Linked DNA regions of Mus musculus: region 1 is linked to region 2. Evidence: chromatin contacts called from public HiChIP or PLAC-seq data. All regions are on one chromosome and are shown on one strand. Each heading gives the region's core, a stretch centred on a gene start, on an enhancer-like site or on the middle of the called end of the contact. The rest is flanking DNA. Distances are from core to core; before and after follow the strand shown.

Evidence for each region. HiChIP or PLAC-seq counts read pairs in DNA pulled down with a chosen protein or histone mark.
Region 1: an HNF4G HiChIP or PLAC-seq map of pancreatic cancer cells shows a contact between it and region 2. The contact joins two enhancer-like sites. A contact is called at or near these places in 2 of 39 promoter capture datasets (both in liver) and 1 of 115 datasets of contacts at active chromatin or transcription factors (pancreatic cancer cells).

What each region holds. Positions count from the first base shown.
Region 1 is chr5:91,615,825-91,622,316 of GRCm38.p6, reverse strand. All of the region lies in intron 3 of Parm1 (prostate androgen-regulated mucin-like protein 1), which reads right to left. Among named protein-coding and RNA genes, the nearest start is that of Gm36222, 89 kb to the left of the region's middle. Within about 2 kb of position 4,821, at least 47 of the 459 cell types and tissues checked have an H3K27ac peak or open chromatin away from gene starts, as enhancers often do. A contact at or near this core is called in pancreatic cancer cells, where this site is marked.
Region 2 is chr5:90,774,438-90,780,437 of GRCm38.p6, reverse strand. No RefSeq gene overlaps it. Among named protein-coding and RNA genes, the nearest start is that of Pf4, 5.0 kb to the right of the region's middle. Within about 2 kb of position 2,682, at least 17 of the 459 cell types and tissues checked have an H3K27ac peak or open chromatin away from gene starts, as enhancers often do. A contact at or near this core is called in pancreatic cancer cells, where this site is marked.

The sequences.
Region 1 (6,492 bases), core at 3,572-6,071, 840 kb before region 2:
ACAGGCTCTAGGACACTTAAGTAACTAAAATCGGATTGCCCTCATTTCTTTCCTTAAGATCTCTGAATGGCTGTTCATGTAAGCCAAAGTCCTTTCAATGGTTCGCGAAGTCATAAAGGCTCAAGAGCATCTAGTTTTCTGAGAAAAATTAATTGCTACCAAAGACCCTTGCTCCCTCAGCTCCAGGTGTACTGCTCTTTCTGTCTTCCATGAGCACCCTCACCCCTGGGCCTTTGCACACACTCCTCCCTTGCTCAGGCGTCTTCCAAAAAAACCGCTACATGGTTTATATAATTGTTTTGTAATTACTTCTCCTCTTCAACCAGACTGTATGTCTCATGAGGGTAGAGATGATTTGCCTGTTATGTTTATTCATGGTTCTATTTCTAGCTTCTAGAAGACGCATGCAGTAAGTCATCCAGAATTGTCTGTGGAAGATACAGTAATCGAAAAAGACATGTCTTGAGTTCTCACCGAAGTCGATCTGTTCATAAAGGTGGGAGATTTCCTGGGAATGGCATGGTCATTTAAGGACTAAAGAGAATGGCAGGATTGGAAGAATGCCATAAACAAGCATGCAGTGACCCTGAGGTCCATGCTAGTATACGAATTCTTACGTGTGTCATAGCCTCCCACAGTTCCAGTGTCCATCAGAGTCTGTTTAGACTGCACCCTTGCTGGGCTAAGGTGCCAATTAGACTCTGGAAACCTGAGGCATAAGAGCTGAATCTAGATCCAGGGGGCTGAGACCTGACTAGAAATCATGGATGCTAAATGCAGTCCTGGACATGCCCACTCCATGTAGTCTTCTCACAGCCAGGTATTAAGCAAGACAGAAACACAATCCAAGGGCCACAGAAAGCATCCACTCCACTTCGGTCGGTTGCTCAAACACTTGCTCTTGCCCTCCTGCAGCTTACTGACATCAGCCAGGGATTGGCAAAGAGATGGATGGCATTTAGCAAGAACCAGGTCTGTGCTGTACCCGTTTCAGAGTTCTGACGTAGCTCCTGCAAGCTAACTCAGTGGCTCCCGTCTATATCCCTGACGACTTGAAAATGTTCCACAAAATAATTGGTTTACACTACTAGCTCACAATATGTATGTATGTGTGTGTGCATATGTATGTGTGTATGGGTGTATGTATGTGTATATGCCTGTGTGTGAGTGTATGTATATGTGTATTGTGTGTATATGTGTGTAAGTGTGTGTGTTTGTGTGTATGTATATGTGTATTTGTGTGTGTGCATATGTGTGTGTATATATGTGTGTGAGTGGAGGGAATGAGAGAGAGCATAAGGAGCAACCCAGACACACTATTGCCTGTTTACATACAGGAAGAGCAGAGGTCATTTAGGTAGGTGAAGATTACGAGCTGCACACGGCCAACTCTCCAATTACTTGAAAGCCTCCAGCTCTAACCAGACCTGAATGGGATAGCTGAGAAGTGGGAGCTGCTGGGTGAGAAGATCACATCCCAGGCATCTCACCCTGGGCTGCACCCTCTCTTCCAGCTCGTCTTTACTGCTGTAAGTTGGCAAGCAGTCCACAATAACCCCATGCCTTCATTCATGGGGAGCCCCTGCTTCACCTTTGAAGTTAATTTAACTTCTTGTGGCATTTTAATCTCTTTCTTATAATTTTATTCTCATAAGCTGCCAGTTTGGTCAATAGAGGTACGACTTGAGTAGGTTTCTTGACCCCTTTGTTCCTTCATTTACAAAATGGTGAGTTAAAAAAAATGCATTAAAGTTGTTGGAAGGGCTCAATGAGGTAATGCATTTTAAAGGCTTGGCACACAATAAATATTGGCCAACACTGCTTCGTAACTTTTTATTATAATGAAACTTACACAAGCCCATGCTAAATCTGCAAACAGTAAAATTGAACTACTGAAACTGTGCTTTAGGCATAGTAATAAATCCAGTTTCTGATATTACTGTTATTTGAATCTTATAAAATATCACTACAGGCAGAGTGAGGCGAAAGGGTTAAAACTCCTCTGGTCACCAAGCCTTACAGTCTGTGGTTATTTTAGGCATTTGGGACAGGGCTACACCTGAGTTTGCTGTACTGACAGTAGCATCTGCTGCACAAACACGAAGAAAAGCACTGGCCTTGGCTTCCGTTTTTCTTTACATTTCTTTACATTTGAACAGTGCATGCTAAGTGAGGAAAGAGATGCAAGGGAGATGGATCTGCCAAAATGGGGGGAAATAAAGTGAGAAAAATAGGAAATGCTTTGAACCCACAGGGTTGACTCTGAATAAATTCAGGGGCCGAGACATGAACTGGATATGTTGGGGTTCGAGGTAGACGGGTAAATCTGATGTTGCTGTGGATGGAGGAAAGGACATAGCTGTGGGTATGGGACATGGGGAGGCTAGTTAGGGGGCATTTGAACCTTTCTGAAGGTCTGGGCCAGCGCTTCTTAAACCATGGCATGAGGTGATTGGACACAAGGAAGTTTCCAGATGGACCTGTGTAAGCAGAGTCTAAGACGGAAAAAGGGAAACTTCCCCCTACTCCAAAATTAGGAAAGTAGGCATAAAGGAACTTAGATGGTTTGTCAATGTATTTAATGGGAGATTCAATAATAAAAGCACATCTTGCCCCTGTCAGCACTGCTTTATCTCAACCTGAAGAGCAGTTGGTATGAGTGATGCCATCTTGCTCATGTGATTTATCAATACAGACGGGTACCTGCCTTACATCACAATGGTTTCCATTTGCTGCAAACTGTCTCCCCTTAAACGAACTTCTTAGGGACAGACTACATCTTACTTTCTCTCTAAATATCTGCATGATTAATGTGTTGCCTCTGATGCTGTGGTTATAGTGTAAATATTTGAAGGTGACTGTTTATGTCTAGTAGCATATAAATAGCAGATGTTAAGGTTGGTCAATATTAGAAAGGGTTCTTACGGCTTGAGGCAACACTGGCAAAATAATAATAATAATAATAATAATAATAATAATAATAAATCTCAGTAAAGAAAGCCAGAGGGCAAAGGCTCCTCTCGACTTAAAGAGAGGAAGGATAATAATGCTGGCCGGACCCTGTGCCATGCTGTGGTTTTCCGGCACTTAGTTCAGTGCCCACAGTGTCCCGCTCAATGGCACCTTATGCCTCCTGTACTGTACAGTGTCCTTAGCTAAATGCAGAACCTGAGAGGGAAATAGGGAGCAGTCTCTTATTTTATCCTCTAATCTTTTTATTAGTACCTAATTGTCCTTGTAGGCGAGTGTAGCTTCACGCTTTCTTTGTGTTTAAACAGACTTTAGAGAACACCTGATGTTTGTCCACGGGTACAGGCCAGCTCTTGGCAAACCTCCACCTAGGTTGATGAATTCACCCCCAGTCCTCTCCTCTGCCAGAGGAGACCTCACTTTTCAATCATTAGTGCTTATCACAGCTGAGCAGGAAGGAAACACAGATATTAAGACCGGACTTAGTTCAGGGGAGAGTGCTGCAGTCATTAGCTGTTAGTAATTAAGCATCAGACTCTTATCTTCCATTAGCAAAGATGTCCATGAGACTGTCCCTCTGTCCTCTTTCTGTTTCTACCAGTGGCTCCCTGTTGCTAATTGTTCTATCTTTGCCTAGCTCCCTTCACTGAAAAATTAGTCTAAGGGACCCTGTTTGGGAAACCAGGGGACACCGTTACCAACTGAATACACTCAGATGCCTGTCCTTAGGGACTTTACATTCTGGGATGCCGGCACAATAGCCACGTTACAAGGTAGGTGGTAGTAAGGTAATTCCCCCCACCCCCCATGTATGGGGGAAATTAAAGAAAGGCATGAGGAATCCCCAGTGGGAGGTGAGGATTTCAGTTCTGAACAGTGCCCAGAGAAGGTCTCATGAAGGCCTCATGAAGGTATCACTTAGCGGACTCCTGGGAGGTGAGGGATGAGTCCTGTGGATTGTCTGGAACACATTCTAAAGACAGAGGTGGCAATGAGGGCAAAGGTCTTAGAGCCAGGACATCTGTGTGGGATCTACCATGTCCCTAATAAAAATAAAATCAACTTTTCATGTTGGATGTTTCAATCCATGGAAAGGTTGCAGGCAATACTGACGGTGGATTCCATCAGTCCACCACACAGCGTCATTTAAGGTCAGTGCTCGCATAACTGTCTGTCCAAGTTAGGGCATTAACACTCTGCATCATGGTCTTAAAGCTGTGGAAATCGAGGCCACGGGGACCAGAATTACTCAACAGCAGTCACGATAGCAAGTTGGTGGCTGATGATCACAGCTCAGCTTTTAGCAGTCCTGCCTCTTTCTACCAAAGTCCCAATGGTGGGCACATTTCCAAGCAAACATTGTTTTCGGTATCTCTCACAGTCCATTTTTTTCCAAGCTAGTATTTTCAAAACTATCTTTCAACAATCAGCCCCCTTCATTCACACTTTCACATTTCCTCCTTCTAGTTTTTAAAGTTAGTTATCTGTGAGAGGCCACCTGTCTGACCATTGGCACAGAAGAGGGCTGGAGGCCTCCGCCTCTGTCAACAGATCCAGTGTGAACAGTGATCAGAGAATGGCTCCCACTTCCTCACTCTTAGTTCTTCCTCATTAGAAATAAATATTGCTGTCACACCCCAACTTTCTCACCCAGATCATTGTTTCATCCAAGAAATGTCCCAATGGAATTACAGCATGTCAGCTTTGGCCAGACTAGAGGCTTTAAATGGCTCTGGTGGAAGAGGCTGGGACACATGGCTACTTTCTGGAAAGCACATGGAACAGAACAGGGAGGTGTATCCAGGAACTCGATATGGGGAGGGAGGGTTGGAGGAGGCCACTTTGGAGTCATCACTTTGGAATTTAAAAAGGGATGAATCAAATACCTCCTGGTCTGTACAGAGTCACAGAAGCATGAAGGGATAGGGCTGTACGTCTGGGGGAACCTCCACAGCAAAGTATCTCTTACAAAGCGGAACGATTTAAAGTATGGTTCTTGGACCCTCAGCTCCAGTATCCTTGATGGGCTAGCTAAGAATGTAGATGTAAGGGCCCCATAGAGACCTTCAGAATCAGACTCAGACTCAGGAGCTCTGGAAATCGTCTGTAATATGCTCCCCAAATAGCAATTTTATACAGCAGAGCCCAGAGAGCCAAGGAGGTGGGGATCAAGTAAACTAGCCACCCAAAATTTCCAAAAGCTAATCTGAAAATATTCAGCATATGGACAACAAATTCTAAAAGATCCTGACCGTCACAGCTGGCCAGGGCTAGTCATTAAACCCAACAAGCAGAAGCAATCTGCAGCCACTGTGAGATACAAAGCAAGACAGAGAACTTCTAACAAAGGCATCTGAAGAGCCAGGCCCTGCTGTGTTGAAAAATCAAGTTCACATTTATTTTTGTGAAGGGCTACCTAGTCACAGCTTCATCCACTTCTGCAGATACGGGCTCTTGTGTGGGGAGATTATCTCCTACCTGAGCAGATTTGAGCAATTTAAACAAAACAGAACTGACTTTTGTACCGTACTTCAATCATCACTAATTAAAGACACCCTTTTGCAAGAGGTAGGGAGGGCTTGCTTCCCGTTAAATTTGCAAATGAGCCTTGGAGCAGAGATTGCCTGAGACTGTTTCTGCTTACGAATGTCTAGCACGAGTGCAATCTCATTTATAAACAGCATCACATGAAAGCTGCCACACAACACAGGGTGACATTCCTGCTCCATCCTCTTCGTCCTTTCTCCTATGCGTTTGTGTGTGTATGTGTCCACCAAGTGGGGATGCCAAGGACATAGTTGTTCTTCCAGCCTCATATTGAAGCTTACCATGTATCACATTACATGACATGCACAGTTCTGAAACCAACAGATGCCACAGCAAGCAACTTCATTTAGTGGTGCCCCTCAGCCTCTCCACTGAACATATGTGGCTGTCCTAATTTAATCCTTACCACACTCTGGAGGTAAGTGTTTTGTTATAGTCCCATTTTAAAGAAGGAGACAGTGTAGACTGAGACACTTGCCCATAGGTCCTGTGCTTACCACCATGCTGTGGTCTCCTTGAACATTCTATATTCATCACCTCAACCTTAAATGAATCTTGACAGTGACAGCAAAAAGACTAGTGTGGTCTTGAACTTGAAGGAAGAGCTCCTGTCTCCCCTTTTCATGTGAAACAGCTGCTGGTCAAGGTGGGCCCACAACTGGAGAGCTCAAAGATGCTCAGGGCAGTTCAGTTGTGTAAGCCACAGCCCTTGATGGCTCAGCTTATTAAAAGATACAATTCTCCAGGCAGAAGACTCTGTGACAAAGCTCGAGGTCATAGGCCACTGGAGAGCTGAGTGTTTAAGCAGATGGCTGATGAGTTCATCAATGGCTTGGAGGGAAAGGGAAAGGCACCAAGCCCTGTCAGCAGAGCTTGCAAGGGGCACCATGTTTGGGAGGTGAGGGGGCATTTGGCAGTGACTTTGCACTCATAGGGACACTGGCTCTGCTAGGGCTCTAGTCTGAGGATCTAGGC
Region 2 (6,000 bases), core at 1,433-3,932:
ATTCAGTCATAAAAACAACACTCTAAAGCAAATATTATTGTTATCCTTATGGAATTTTAAATAAGAAACTAAAGCCAAGAGGTTAGGTTACTTCGCCAACATGTGTCATTAAGCCTGGAAATCAAACCCAAAGACAAAAAGCTCTGTGATACATAATTCATAATTTCGGGAGACTGGTAATTTACAAACTTGGTTGAGTGATACAGTCTTCCGTATTCTAAAAGGAAGCACAACAAATGGCTGTATGTTTTGTAGCTGGGTTTCAGAAGTGCATAACTAACTTTTCTTCTACAGCAATGATGCAACTTGTCATATTTTCTCAAGTTGCCCACGTCTGTAAGAGTAGCAACTTTTTTGTAGAGAAGCTTGGAAGCATCCACCTTCGACAGCTAGTGAAGTGTGCCCTCATCAGTAAGACGCCATGTACACTGTTATGACCTCCTGAGAAGGACATGTGTGGTCTTCTAAAAGTTATAGCTGAATCTAATCTCTGTCTCTCTGTGTCTTTGCCTGTCTGTCTGTCTGTCTCTGTCTCTGTCTCTGTCTCTGTCTCTGTCTCTGTCCCTGTCTCTGTCTCTGTCTCTGTCTCTATCTGTCTGTCTGTCTCTCTCTCTCTCTCTCTCTCTCTCTGTCTGTTTATCTCTGTCTGTCTCTCTGTCACAGTCTCTCCCTTTCTCTGTGTCTTTCTCTCCAGATACAATCAGAATAATATTTAAAACTGAGTAATGTCCTTCAAAATTATTAAAATCATGAAATAATTAGAAAAAAACAGAAACTCTGAGATGTTATAAGTTATTGTGATACAGTACCTTGGATCAGCTTCTGGTATAGAAAGAAGACATGAAAAACATAGCAAAAAAAGTCCAAGTCCTAGTAAAGTCTAGAGTTCTGCTAAAACTGTGTGTGCCTGTTGTTTCTCTAATTTGACCACAGTGGTATCCATAGCAATGCTCAGTATCCATAGAGTCACAGTGGAGAAGCCATAAGAAAGGTTCATAGATACCATATTGCTTTGCAAGTTTTATAAATTTAAAATTGTAAGCTCCTAAACCAACTTAGAACAGCACCCAAATGTAATTAACAGACCTGAGTGCTCTACCAGCTAACTTTCAAGAAAGGAAATTGGATTTTTGTTGTTGCTGTTGAGTAGATACTTACTCAAACGCAAAAATCCAAAATATTTTTTGCCTTAGTTGGGACACTTCATCGTGTTTCATAGGATTAAACAGTTTGCTTTTGGCATTAATCATACTGTCTGAATCTCTTGTGTACTTCTTGTAACTGAGGGAAAAACGAGAAGAAAATTTGCTGTGATGTTCTCCAAAGCCAGATCAACACTGACTGACGTAAAAGCAAGTTCTCAGTGGACAGTCATCGAGTCTGGTTCATCTGCAGAAAGTGCCAGAAGAGTGAAGCATGCTGTGGGACCGGCCAACTCTTGTAGATTAGTAGAAGTGGACTCGTGGGAACAACTGAATCAAAGTCACTTGGTTTTGTAAATGAAAAAAAAAAAAACAATAAAGGTGGTGTTGGCATCATTATTTTCTCATTAAATGCCACTTGAATCAATGAAATCTTTTTTAGATCAAAATTGCAAAGTTTTTAACACAGGAATGATGCAGTCCAATACAATAAGCAAATTCACCCTTTTATTTAAACACCTGTTTTTTAAGGTGTGTACTTTGGAGAATTGGATACCGAACTGTTTGTTGTCCAACCTCTAAGCCCATATAAACCAGAATCTTTACATTTGTCTCCTAACCTGGGACGGGTGGTCATTATAAGAGCATGTCATTAGAGGAGAAAAAGAAGAAATGGAGGATTGCCAAAGTTACAACAGAAAAGAAGTAAGAAAATTTCCCCCCGGGGAAATGTTACATAAAAGATTTTTCTTGGAAATAAAAATAGTATTGAGACTGATATTATGTAATCATAAATAAAATTAAGGAACTTGAAATATGAATATATAAACCTCAAATGAAACTTGCATACATAACATGAAGGTCTAATTTTTAACCAGAAAAAGTATGGATCACTATAAGAACTGGATTTTTACGTTTATCTTTACAGCATTATTTTTATGTTTATTATCTTCTAACTTCTGATCAGAAATATCTTTGATGGCTTTTTGCTTCTAGATTCTATCTGAGGGGTGGGGGATGAGAGGTTCAAACAGCTTTTTAATGAATGTGTTTTATTGAGGTAAAAATGGGAGTAGGCAAGACAGTGGGAGGACCTTTGGTGGAGTCACACCCTCAGGCTAGTTTTGAAACTTGGTCTAACGGGGATACTGATTTTAAAGGACAGAAGCATTGCTGATTTGCAACTGAATTAGCTCCTGGATAGACGTTTCTGAATAGTTAAGGACACTATAGACTTTTAAGATTCAGTTACACAGGGTGGAAAGGGTGGCCTGGCTTTGTTTTATGGAGATTCGTTAAGCAGAGAAAGCAAAGAAAGAAGTGCTTGCCTTCTGAGTGCAAGTTACCATCCCGGCATGTGGGCATGTGCTCAGAGGGTGAGGCTGGGCAAATGGGTGAACTCTGGGCAAGCACTGAACGAGTGGTAGATTCCTTAGTAACCAATGTGACAAGAACGGAAGCATCCAACAAACCAGGGCGGTGCCAGGGGTGGGGGTGGGGGAGGGTGTGTTCCGTGCTATGAGTAACTTGGTGCTCCCTGGGAACATAACAAGGTCAGCAGTTGAAGACAGTGTCCTTAAGTTCCGTAGTGTGTTTTGTCTCCAGCCCTCAACTGTGCCATTACTGTTCCTCTCCCGCTCGTTATTAGTTGGTGGGTATTTACTTAGTTGCGCTCTGTCAGGCGTTCATCTGAATCAAAAATGAAGAGGAGGGTGGGGAAGCGATCAGATGCCCATGGACTGATTTAAAGTGGAAATGGATTAAGATGCAGCTATTCTGAGGGTAAAGGGATTCATTCCTCATTTCTCCAGAATTCCTTGCGACTAAATACTGATTCTTGACCGCAGCTGATGGAGCTGATCGTTCTTACCCTGCCTGATGACTGTGCTACATTCAGGTCGCATTCCTTTGACCACAGAGGCTGCAATAACAACACGTATATTGATAGAATAATCCCTATGTCACATTGCCTCAGAGAGGAAGTTTGTTCAAGTGTTGTTTGAACATGTCTCTTCACCCTCTTCCTATACTGGAAACTTAATCCCGGGGCAAAGGTGCCGAGAGGGCAGGACTTAGGAGCTGATCAGCCGGTGAGGCCTGGGTCTCACAACTGGATCGGGTGGGTCGGTTCTGTTATCACAGAAGACTCATTGTAGCTGAGGTGGGTTCCTGGGAAGGATGGGGTCAGAATGGTCTCTGTCTCTTGGGGGGGAGCGTCTTTTTCTTCCTCTGCTTCCTCCTTTTCCTCTTCTTCCTCCTCCTTTTTTGTCCTCTTCTTCCTTTTTCCCTCCTCCTTCTTTTTCCTTGCAGAATGCTATGAGACTGCAAGAAGACCCTCAGCCGATGTAGCCTCTCCATCTTGGAACCCAAAACCTCCAGAATCAGAAGCCAAATACATTTCAGTTATTTTAAATTATGATTCTGTAGTATTTTGTTACAGTAGCATAAGATGACCCGAACTTAGTACATCAATGGCTTCAGCTGCATATGTTGCAGAGGGTGGCCTTGTCATTCATCAATGGGAGGAGAGGTCCTTGGTCCTATGAAGGCTTGATAGATGCCCCTGTGTAGGAGAATCGAGGGTGGGGAGGCAGGAGTGGGTGGGTGGATGGAGGAACACCCTCATAGAAGCAGGAGGAGGGAGGGTGGGATAGGTGGTTTCCGGGGGAGGGGAGGACGGGGGACCAGGAAAGGGGATAACATTTGAAATGTAAATAAAGAAAATATCCAATTGCTCTTTACTAGAAAGGTGGTTTACCTCACTGTTCATCAGGCATCATGTGTATTTTATAAAATGGTAAAAAAAAAAAAAACAATTATGGTTTTATTATTTGAATGTTTCTGTTGTTACCAAGTGTCTATCGTGCTAGACATCCCCCCATCCCCACGCCAAGGAATTATTTGCGGCACCAGGCTTTCTGTTGAAATTTCAGGCTTAAAATTTTTGCCCTTCTTGTCTAATTTCTTTTACCTCTAAAGAACACGAGAGTACTATAGATGCATATCTTTTTTTAACTTAGTTTGTGTACTTTTTTGCCTTTATTTATTTTTTATTAGATATTTTCTTTATTTACATTTCAAATGCTATCCTGAAAGTTCCCTATACCGTCCCCCCACCCCCCGCCCTGCTGAGGCTATGTGCCAGTGCCTGGCAAATACAGAACTGGATGCTCACAGTCATCTATAGGATGGAACACAGGGCCCCCAACGGAGGAGCTAGAGAAAGTACCCAAGGAGCTAAAGGGGTCTGCAACCCTATAGGTGGAACAACAATATGAACTAATCAGTACCCCCAGAGCTCGTTTCTCTAGCTGCATAGCAGAAGATGGCCTAGTCGGTTATCTTGGTCTTGCAAACTTTATAGATGCATATCTTTAAAACCAACTCACCAACTCACTCTGTAATGCACCGTGCATTACAGAGGAAGTTGTTTTCAACTGCAAAAGCCTTATAAGGGGGCGGGGGCGAAAAGCGAAGATAACAAAAACAGAGATCTGTGGACAGCAACACACACTTGTGTGGTTTTGGTTGGTTGATAGGGTCCATGGCTGTGGAGTGAGGGCTGGGTTTGTGGATGTTTTCTGCTGATTGTCCCCATATACCACTTAGAAAGCAAGGCTGGAAGCAGAGGACATTTAAGGGCAACTTAGCTCTATCACTCCATAAATGTCCAAAGGCAGGGGTTGTTGCTGCTGCATACTGCAGGATTTCCCAGGTGGCAAAATCCTCCTCCAATGCCCTTGCTCATGAAGGGGGCAGCTTGGAAGTGCTTTTAGGATGCATGAAGTAAGGGGTTTATGAGACCCTAACACCCCAACACCTCAGCACCCCAATACTACCTGATGCTGTAAAACTGGTTTGGTCCCTTTGACACACTGAGTCGTGTCTGCTAAGGGTGTCAGAGGTGGGAAGTAGATAGGAGAATGAACAATGTCATTTCACCTCTCTTTAAATTCACTTGATCTGAAGAGCGGTTAGTGTGACTGCAACAGTTTCCTCCCACTGCCCTCCTGAATGCCTTACCACTCTAAATTAACTGCAACGGTGCTTTGAGAACAACATTGATAGCAATAAAATTGAGCCTGGATCATCCAACCCAAACTATGTGTGAGGAACCACAGCACGTGTTTTTGCATATATCACCTGTTGGCATCAAAAGCTGTTTACAGTCAGTCTCCGAATCCATCGATGCCATCACCCATATGCAACAAGAACCCTCATGTGTCTGTTGTCATGGCAACTGCCACACATTCCTGGGGTGTGCCTCACATGTGCACCTCACCTATGCACGGTGGTGTGAGTGATTACTTCATGGCCCAAATAAAAGGCAGAGAACCCCCAACCCCTCACCCCTGTTTTCCTCCTTCTCTTCCCCACTCCCCCACCCCCACCCCCATAAACCTCTTCTAGTGGGACTGTGATGGCCTGGTGTGATCGATCCAGATATGAGCCACTTTCTAATACAACACCACCCAATAACCCATTTCATAGATAAAGACACAAAGGCACAAAGGCAAAGCAGCTGGTAGAGCTATAGGTGAACATGCTGAGGACTTTGGTTTGGAACATCTTGTGAAGGTAAGTGCCATGCCTATATATGTGCTTTAGTAGGATAATTAGGCAACCTTCCTTAAATGTGCCACTGAAAGTGAAAATCGCCAGAAACTAATTGTATGATCACCAAGATCACTAATTGTGTTCCCTACATTCCCCCCTGATACCTGTACCCCTTGTAAGTGTCTACACACTGTGACTGTTTTCATGTATTCATCATTCTAGAGTTGTCCCTTCCTCAAAGAACTCAATTGCATATCCTCTGTTTTCTCTTAGGAGTCTAAGCCAACAAACAGCTCTACAC